Regions from separate parts of the Salvelinus alpinus genome. Here region 1 is linked to region 2. The links are chromatin contacts, called in public Hi-C maps. All regions are on one chromosome and are shown on one strand. The core of a region is the stretch at or near the end of the contact, and the rest is flanking DNA. Distances in the headings are between cores, read along the strand shown.

Region 1 (4,510 bases), core at 923-3,422, 160 kb before region 2:
TGTGTATTGATTGAGGTTCTGTTATGAACAAAACAAAATGGAGGAATGTTTTAGCATGACATGCTCCCATTTCTATACTGTTTTGAGATTAAACCATTAAAAAATGAATAAGAGTTCCCTCATTTAAAAGTCAGAGCTGCTGTATCGTATGGGTCCTAACACACAGTGGCCTTCTGCAGTTATGACTCAGACTCTCACACAGTTAAACACCACAGACCATTACAGTACTATGCGAAGCATCCACAATTGCCGGGTTTATCAGGGAAACAAATAATATTAATCATATAATATTGAATGATGTGAACTATCATTTGACATTATTATCACCTCAGTTAGGTAGGTCAAAGTATTCCATCTGTTTTAACAGTAGGCAAGACAGCGCCAAAAACCTAGCTTTTTAATAGGCAAAGAGAATGCTAGCCTATTCTTAGACAAAAATAGTTCAATAGTTATGAGGAGCCATGTCTTGGTCCTGTGAGTCGGTGTGTGTACAGGAAATATAGAGAGGCTCCACGTGGATAGTGCTGAAGGGGAAAGGAAAACTGGGGAGCAAAGTGAAGCCATTAGGTGTGCACAGACAGCAACACCCCTCATCAGACCTTAGCACAGCAGGCTGGTTAAGAGAAGTGTAAATTACATTTCTCAGCAGGAGGGAGCTTTGCATGATTAATTAAAACCGATAATTAACTTGTGTGGATGGGTCCGTTGAGCACCTCCAACTTGCTGGAAAATCTAAATGTCATATTGACATGACATTTTTACAAGCCACTTAGACCTTCCATGTCTGGAGCGTCCTCCTTTCACGAAATGTTATGAAAATGCCCTTAGGATATGTAATAATTCGGATTCATGATGACGATTTTCCATATATACACACAAGTCAACCCTCTGGCTCAGACAAGCACGTTTATTTGTTAGAATTAATATTATTTTTCATGGTTTCTAAAATGATTGAATATAGGAATCTCTAAAAATATTAACATGATTTAATAATATTTATATATTACTAATAAATCAATGATTTGACATGAAAGGAATGGTCATTATTTTAATATATCAATACTTTATCTTTCCAGTTTCTATCGAATTATGTTATGGTCATCATTCATTAATGAATGATAAACCATCATGGCCAATCATAATTTATAGAATGGAATTAAAGAAAGCCTTGAGCGGCATCAAGAATAGCGGTGCGCTGCGCGTCTCTCCAAAACTTACCTACAACCAGCCACAGGAGCACCTGTTTCGACAACACTGGTGTGGTATCCGATGCCATGGTCTTCTTTAAAAACAACTATCCAATGCAAGAAGTTGGAGAAGCGTTAAGATGAAACCGACGATAAAAGCGTCACAATTCTCCTCGCTAATGTATCCACTAAGAGACGACCCTGTCACAGAATCACAGAGTTGTAATCCATAAGCATTCGACTCGTTCCTCTCAGCCAACTATGAAGGCAGCTCAACTGTCGTCACGGTCACTATCACCTTGCGCAAGAACTCGGAAGAGGTACACTTGGGTCGGGTCGTCGCGAGTTTTGCTTTCGGAGTAACCTCTCCCGTCAGCTTTCTTTACGAAATAGATTCGCTATCATTTAAATGAATATGCAACCAACATCGAGTCTTGATAATTCAAAAATTGTAAGTTCCATTAGAGTCCAAAAACCTTGCGTACACTACGAGGACATACTTGGCAACTCCAACCAACCATGCGTAAACGAAACGCACTGAGCCAGAGTAGAGCCTCCAGTGAATTGCTGGGTCTCGAGCGTACGTTCTCTTGACTGACACCAACAGAGAGTGCGTGGGAGAGCCAAGGGACCATAACCAGAATGTAGGCCAGGGTTCCCCAACTGGGGGGGAACACAGGTGATTTGATTTGACACCCCACGTTCTGAGCAAAACAAATCTATAATTGTATTTTTGGGGGACATTAAACACCAGCAAATCAGCTCAATTATTTACATTTTGTAAATCTGTTCCAAAGTATTCCCAAGCATACAAATGTCAGCAAGGTTTAAAATTATTAGGTTTTAGGCAAATGTATATGTTTGGGATTCTTGCGGTCAATTTGCAGTCTATCAATTATTTTAAAATATGTTATGGTCCCCTGAAATCGGGACGCAGCTGTATCTGGTCGATTATCCCTGATGTCGGTAAGCTATTCTGGGGGTAATGCCGCGTTCAAAGCAACTGGGAAATCTCAACTTCCTACTTCAGTGTGTTCAAAACACGTCTGGGGAAAAAACCGTTTTGATCTCGCGAACTCGAGCCTCTTTCTAGAGCTCCGACTTTCCGACCTGAAGATCACTGACGTCATGATTTGACCTCGTATTGTTCGAGTTCTCAGTTGTTTTGAACGCAGCATAAGGCAGAGGCCGACTTTGCTGCAGGGACTACATACATTCAGTACTGTACATAAAACAAATTGTGAGCAAATGGTGCCTGTTACACATTCAAAATGAACACTTGCTTCTGGGAAAAGTGATCAGTATCAGCCTGGTGTCATTGTTGACATTATAATAAAATGACATTCATCCTAGCCTACTACACAATGTGATGTCAAAGTTCATAGGCTTCTACATACATTTAAAAAAAAAAAAATACATTTGACCTATGGGATTGGATTTAAGGGGTTAAACCAGACAGGTTGAGCAAGTTTGACGATAAAGTAGTACAGTCCAACCTCACCTAATGTTGCCATCTAGTGTTAGAATATATCAAGGCAGAATTACAGCTCCCGCAGTCCCAACAAACAGCTCCATTCCTCATTGGCATATTTCATTAATCTCTCCACCCGATAGCTGATGTGTGGTGAGCGTTCTGGCAGAAATGGTTGCTGACCATGCATCCCCCCCCAAGTGGGTGCTACACATTGGTGGTGGAAGAGGTGAGTCTTCGAGCATCTGGAAAGGCTCTATAGGAAATCAATGAATCGATGCTGATGGACATATCATTCATGATAATACTGCATGTACAGGAAGAGATCCACATTTTCTCAAAGACCAGAGATCTTAAATGGAAGAATTCACACTTGTTTTTTTATAATACTTTTTTTTACTTACAGAATTTACTACATTGTACAAAATTACTACTGGCATACTAGTCTACATATCCTTTAAAAAGTAATGACGTTCAATGTACATACAAGATCGGTATGGTGACTATCTAGAGCAGTTTTTTTAACATCTACAATACACTTAAATACAGTGCGAATAACAAGGGTGCTCTTACAAAAAGAGGAATAAATTAAACGTACGAGAGCTACAGCACAATTGCACTTACATGGTGAGGCACAATTTCTAACAGCAGAGAAAAACAGTGGTATGTTTAACTGAGAAAAGTTTCCTCTCAGAGCTTTAAAAAAGACCACTCATGTTGGTCAATCACCATCTCTACAATCTATAATGCAGATGGAATTCAATAATATGACAAAGAATGTTCTTGCCAGGCAAATTAGTTTATAAACTCAGCAAAAAAAGAAACGTCCCTTTTTCAGGACCTTGTCTTTCAAGATAATTCGTGAAAATCCAAATAACGTCATAGATCTTCATTGTAAAGGGCTTAAACACTGTTTCCCATGCTTGTTCAATGAACCATAAACAATTAATGAACATGCACCTGTGGAACGGTCATTAAGGCACTAACAGCTTACAGACGGTAGGCAATTAAGGTCACAGTTATGAAAACTTAGGACACTAAAGAGGCCTTTCTACTGACTCTGAAAAACACCAAAAGAAAGATGCCCAGGGTCCCTGCGCATCTGCGTGAATGTACCTTAGGCATGCTGCGAGGCATGAGGACTGCAGATGTGGCCAGGGCAAAAAATTGCAATGTCCTGACTTGTGAGACGCCTAAGACAGCGCTACAGGGAGACAGGACGGACAGCCGATCATCCTCAGTGGCACACCACGTGTAACACCTGCACAGGATCGGTACATCCGAACATCACACCTGTAGGACAGGTACAGGATGGCAACAACTGCCCGAGTTACACCAGGAACGCACAATCCCTCCATCAGTGCTCAGACTGTCCGCAATAGGCTGAGCGAGGCTGGTAGGCCTGTCGTAAGGCAGGTCCTCACCATAGATCACCGGCAACAACGTCACCTATGGCACAAACCCACCGTCGCTGGACCAGACAGAACTGGCAAAAAGTGCTCTTCTCTGACGAGTTGCGGTTTTGCCTCACCAGGGGTGATGGTTGGATTCGCGTTTATCATCAAAGGAATGAGCGTTACACCGAGGCCTGTACTCTAGAGCGGGATCGATTTGGAAGTGGACGGTCCATCATGGTCTGGGGCGGTGGGTCACAGCATCATCGGACTGAGCTTGTTGTCATTGCAGGCAATCTCAACAGTGTGTTACAGAGAAGACATGCTCCTCCCTCATGTGGTACCCTTCCTGCAGGCTCATCCTGACATGACCCTCCAGCATGAGAATGCCACCAGCCATACTGCTCGTTCTGTGCGTGATTTCCTGCAAGACAGGAATGTCAGTGTTCTGCCATGGC
Region 2 (4,451 bases), core at 1,365-3,864:
TGTTAGCCAACCTCATTGTAGATTAGCTAGCTGTGTCCCATCAATCTCCCTGTGGATTCGTCCATGCTCATGTTAGCAGGTGTAGTCTATCCCAATTATCCCCGCACCTGGGACCCTCTCTCCCCCTCCTCCCACTCTACCCCCAGTCCCAATACCCCACCCACACTCCACTTCAAATCCAGGGATGCCTAGTTCCGGTACAGAACCTATTAAGCCATGGCTCTCGCCACCGGCCATTTTTCGATTACCAGCTGGGTCCCCATAAAAGGTTTTATTCTAGTGTACACAGAGGCATCTCTGCTGACACAGACAGTCACAGTCTCTTATTGCTTCTTTACACAACACTACTTTGACAACACAAACTAGGTCCAGGATACATCTCTTTAAGAGGGCTAACTAACTCTCTTTAAGAGATGTATCCCACACAACATATCTACACCACATACACCCCTCTGAGTGGTACAGTTTAACGACAACAGCTCTCCCACACCACATGTCCATGCAAGAATTACCTTAATGCCAATAGACAGACATCATTTTTGCTCTGTTATGAAAGGCTTTTAAAATATCCACACAATTGAGAATCATTGCATTAATCAAGTGTGCACCACTATGTGCAATATGGATTAGATGAGAACTTCCTGTATAGTTTGAAATTCTTTGTCTATATACTATGTTTTTTTAAGGTATGATAATAGCTCCACACATGAAGCAGGAATGTGGCATTGGCCACACCACATCCAAGGCTAGCATAAACAAAAACGTTGTAAATCTGATGTTGAACAGAGATAGACCTCACTAGACATATTTTACTAATGTAAATCCACCCTTTGGCATGAATCTGATTTCTCTCTGAATCCTGGACGTGATCTCCTTAGGATTTTGTGAAGCAAAGTAGCAATCTATGGGGGCCTTGTTAGATTAATGAAATGAGGACAGGAAAAATACAGAGGTCCTCTTTGGACTACAAAGCAGCCCGTCATTCAGCGTGTAAGGGAGGAATAGGTTCGATTGAATGAGATTCGGGGACCTGAGAAAGCCAACCAGTACACATTTGCGAAAAGTGAGAGGTCCGGTCTTGTGATGTAGACTATCATTCATTCAGGCAGAACTCGGACAATAAAACATAAACAAATTATTGATGTGGAATTCAATTTGCTTTCACGTAGTGACATGTTCGAGCTCGCAGGCTGAAATCAGTCCAGGTACGCTCTCGATGCGCTTCCACAAACATTAATGTGGCATGTCTGACGATTAAGTAATTGTAAACGCTGACCACATTAGCTAGCTACATAATTTAATTATGTCCAAATTCAGAAAATACAGATTAACCATCGATTTACTCATTTGAAACAGCCCTCAGTAATGTCAGAAGGAAGGAAACCCTTGACGAATGCTTGTAACGTTAGTTCTCCCTAATGTTGTTTCAAAATGACCAACAAGAAAGTGACAGGATTGATACAGCTGTCAGTACAACGCAACTGCAACCTGGTTGAACAGTTGTGAGTGATCACATACTGTACTGTCTTTGGTGATAGTGGGCCATGCGGATACAGTAACTGGATGCTAATTATGACAATTTAGGCTCTGTTGTAGGCTATTTTAGAATGGGTTAATTTAGTTAGCATCATAACTAATTTAGCTAGCTGCGTAATTAAAATATAAATATCTAGTCAAATGCCTAACTAGCTACAGTAGCTAGTTCCAACATGATCCAGAATTGGATTAGCTAAATACTGTTAGCTTGCTATTCTCCTTCCATAATCTGTCAAATTTGAGCTGGCTAAATCTAACGTTAGCTGAAGTCTTGTGAATACCTTTAACGTTACAGTGAGATAGTAACGTTACAGTAACAGTAGTGAACAGTTTATTTTCATCATTTCCAATAAAAACCCAAAGGCATAGCCTACATTGGACGCGAGTATAGGACAGTTCAAAAGTGCAACTAGAAAAGTTCGCAAAACATTTAGCTATATCTTGGTTGGGTTTATGGACAGCAAAAGTGACCTAGCAATTTAGCTAGCTAACGTTAGCTAGCTACTTCATTCCCATCTAACGTGAACTTACTGTACAGTAACTAACAAGCTGCATTACTTTTCAGTACAATGTGGCTCTAAGGAGTAACGTTCTCGCTTAGCTAGGTACTGTAGCTAGTTGGTCAAATATCTTACCGTCATAAACAGTTCCAGAGGCTTCCAGTTTTTAAGGAATATGGTTTTCTTACAGCGGGAAATGAGTTTAGGGTGAGGGACTGAAAATCCAAGTTCAGTTCACCCGCTGGGAACTCCGACAAAACCTCATTTTTATCACTCCGATCCTTCAGCTTCATACATTCAACTGTCTGCGGGCCCTTTACTAGTTCGAATATGCGACTAGCTCGGCGACGAATAATCCACACACAACATACAGCAACCATTGGCTACAGCGAACCAGCAGGCATCTCAGACCGAGTGAATGATATTTACAATTCCTTTGATTTGTAAATGAGAGGGTATGAGCGACATAAATGTTGGGGGAAAAAGTGTATTCCGGATTGCCGAATAGCGTCTCTGACTTTCTCAGCGGAGTCCGTTGTCAATGCACGCTCACTGCAGCAGAGGCAACAGCATAGCAACGTACCGGCGCAATCTCCGTAGCGCCACCAGTGCACGGGGGTGGAGTCACAGGACAGGGAGGCGTGGTTTTAATTTGTTAAATCGCGAGTGAGCATTCCTGTAATTTTTCCACTACTTTTCATGCCATGTTATTGGTATTTTGCCGGTTTTATAGATTTACCGAATGTATTGTGAGAACTGTGGCATCACCTTAGAACATTGTGCAGCCAAGGTCACTGAAATCTAAAAGCAACAGTGTGGAGTAGAATACCGGTAGTCAGTGGCGAGGAAACGACACCATTGCCTCAGTTAATTTTAGCCACAGGATATGCAATATTCCATTGTTGGTCAGAATTAGCCTAAATTAGTTTGTTATTGCCCTAAATTCAGGAAATATCTAGGCCTGTGACTGTGAATGAACTATATTAACAATACACCACTGTGGGTTAGGCCAGACAATGCGACTGTAGAGTAGAATGTAAATTTGGGCTGTGGCGACATCATGTGGTCCAAACAAGAACAGTACTACCCCCTTAATTCCATATCACTGCGACCAATGATGGGGCAAGTATGGGTACCTACATACTTGGAGTGTCTGAAAGTGGGCTTTGCAAAATAACTGGATGGGTCAACAGCGATGGGTGCAGTAGAATCAATGGTTGGATCAACAGCGATGGGTGCAACGTCAAGTCTCCATTATTGGTTAGACAGGCCATAACCAGGTGCACTGCGGGTCAGCTTAAATTAAATATTTAATGTTAACTTAATGTTAATATAGCAGGTTAAGAGAACTAACGTGGCGTAGCAGTTTAGAATAATTAACGTGTCCGGTTAGGAAAAGGGTTAGGATAATTAACTTGGCAGGTTAGGAGAATGGTTCGGAAAAGGGTTAGGCTTAGCTAAAATGCTATAGTTGTCCATAATCGACTTGTCGTGCATCCGAATCAGCCAGCAAAATGGTCTTAAGTGGTAACAAATCTGCCCAATTAGCTGATTTGATTTCCATACACCTACACTACATGACAAAAAGTATGAGGACACCTGCTCGTCGAACATCTCATACCTAAATCATGGGCATTAATATGGAGTTGGTCCCCCCTTTGCGGCTACAACAGCCTCCACTCTTCTGGGAAGGCTTTCCACTATAAGTTGGAACATTGCTACGGGGACTTGCTTCCATTCAGCCACAGAGTATTAGGGAGGTCGGGCACTGATGTTGGGCTATTAGACCTGGCTGGCAGTCGGCATTCCAATTCATCCCTAAGGTGTTCGATGGAGTTGAGGTCAGGGTTCTGTGCAGGCTAGTCAAGTTCTTCCACACCGATCTTGACAAACCATTTCTGTATGGACCTCGCTTTGTGCATGGGGGCATTTTCATGTTGAAACAGGAAAGGCCCTTCCCCAAACCGTTTTGTTTTTCGCTTCCCCAAGCGCAGAATCGTCTAGAATGTCATTGTATGCTGTAGCATTAAGATTTCCCTTCACTGGAACGAAGGGGCCTAGCCCGAACCATGAAAAACAGCCCCAGATCATCATTCCTCCTCCACCAAACTTTACAGTTGGCACTATGCATTGGGGCAGGTAGCGTTCTCCTGACATCTGCCAAACCCAGATTTGTCCGTCGGACTGCCAGATGGTGAAGCGCGATTCATCACTCCAGAGAACACGTTTCCACTGCTCCAGAGTCCAATGGCGGTGAGCTTCACACCACTCCAGCCGACGCTTGGCATTACACATGGTGAGCCGTTGTTACTCCTAGACGTTTCCACATCACAATATCAGCACTTACAGTTGACTGGAGCATCTCTAGCAGGGCAGAAATTTGACGAACTGACTTGTTGGAAAGGTGCCATCCTA

Evidence for each region. Hi-C and Micro-C count contacts between places; a contact is called where the count stands out from the background.
Region 1: a Hi-C map of red muscle shows a contact between it and region 2, with 7 times the contacts expected there. The contact joins the promoter of LOC139539044 here to the promoter of LOC139539036 in region 2. A contact is called at or near these places in 2 of 3 Hi-C or Micro-C datasets (muscle and red muscle).

What each region holds. Positions count from the first base shown.
Region 1 is chr14:51,351,499-51,356,008 of SLU_Salpinus.1, reverse strand. LOC139539044 (receptor activity-modifying protein 1-like) reads right to left here and starts at 2,172. Exons shown (of 3, transcript XM_071341735.1): 1 at 1,219-2,172. The coding sequence starts at 1,276. It overlaps LOC139539038 (band 4.1-like protein 5), which reads right to left. Exons shown (of 25, transcript XM_071341727.1): 25 at 3,022-4,510.
Region 2 is chr14:51,189,821-51,194,271 of SLU_Salpinus.1, reverse strand. LOC139539036 (tyrosine-protein phosphatase non-receptor type 4-like) reads right to left here and starts at 2,614. Exons shown (of 27, transcript XM_071341722.1): 1 at 2,172-2,614.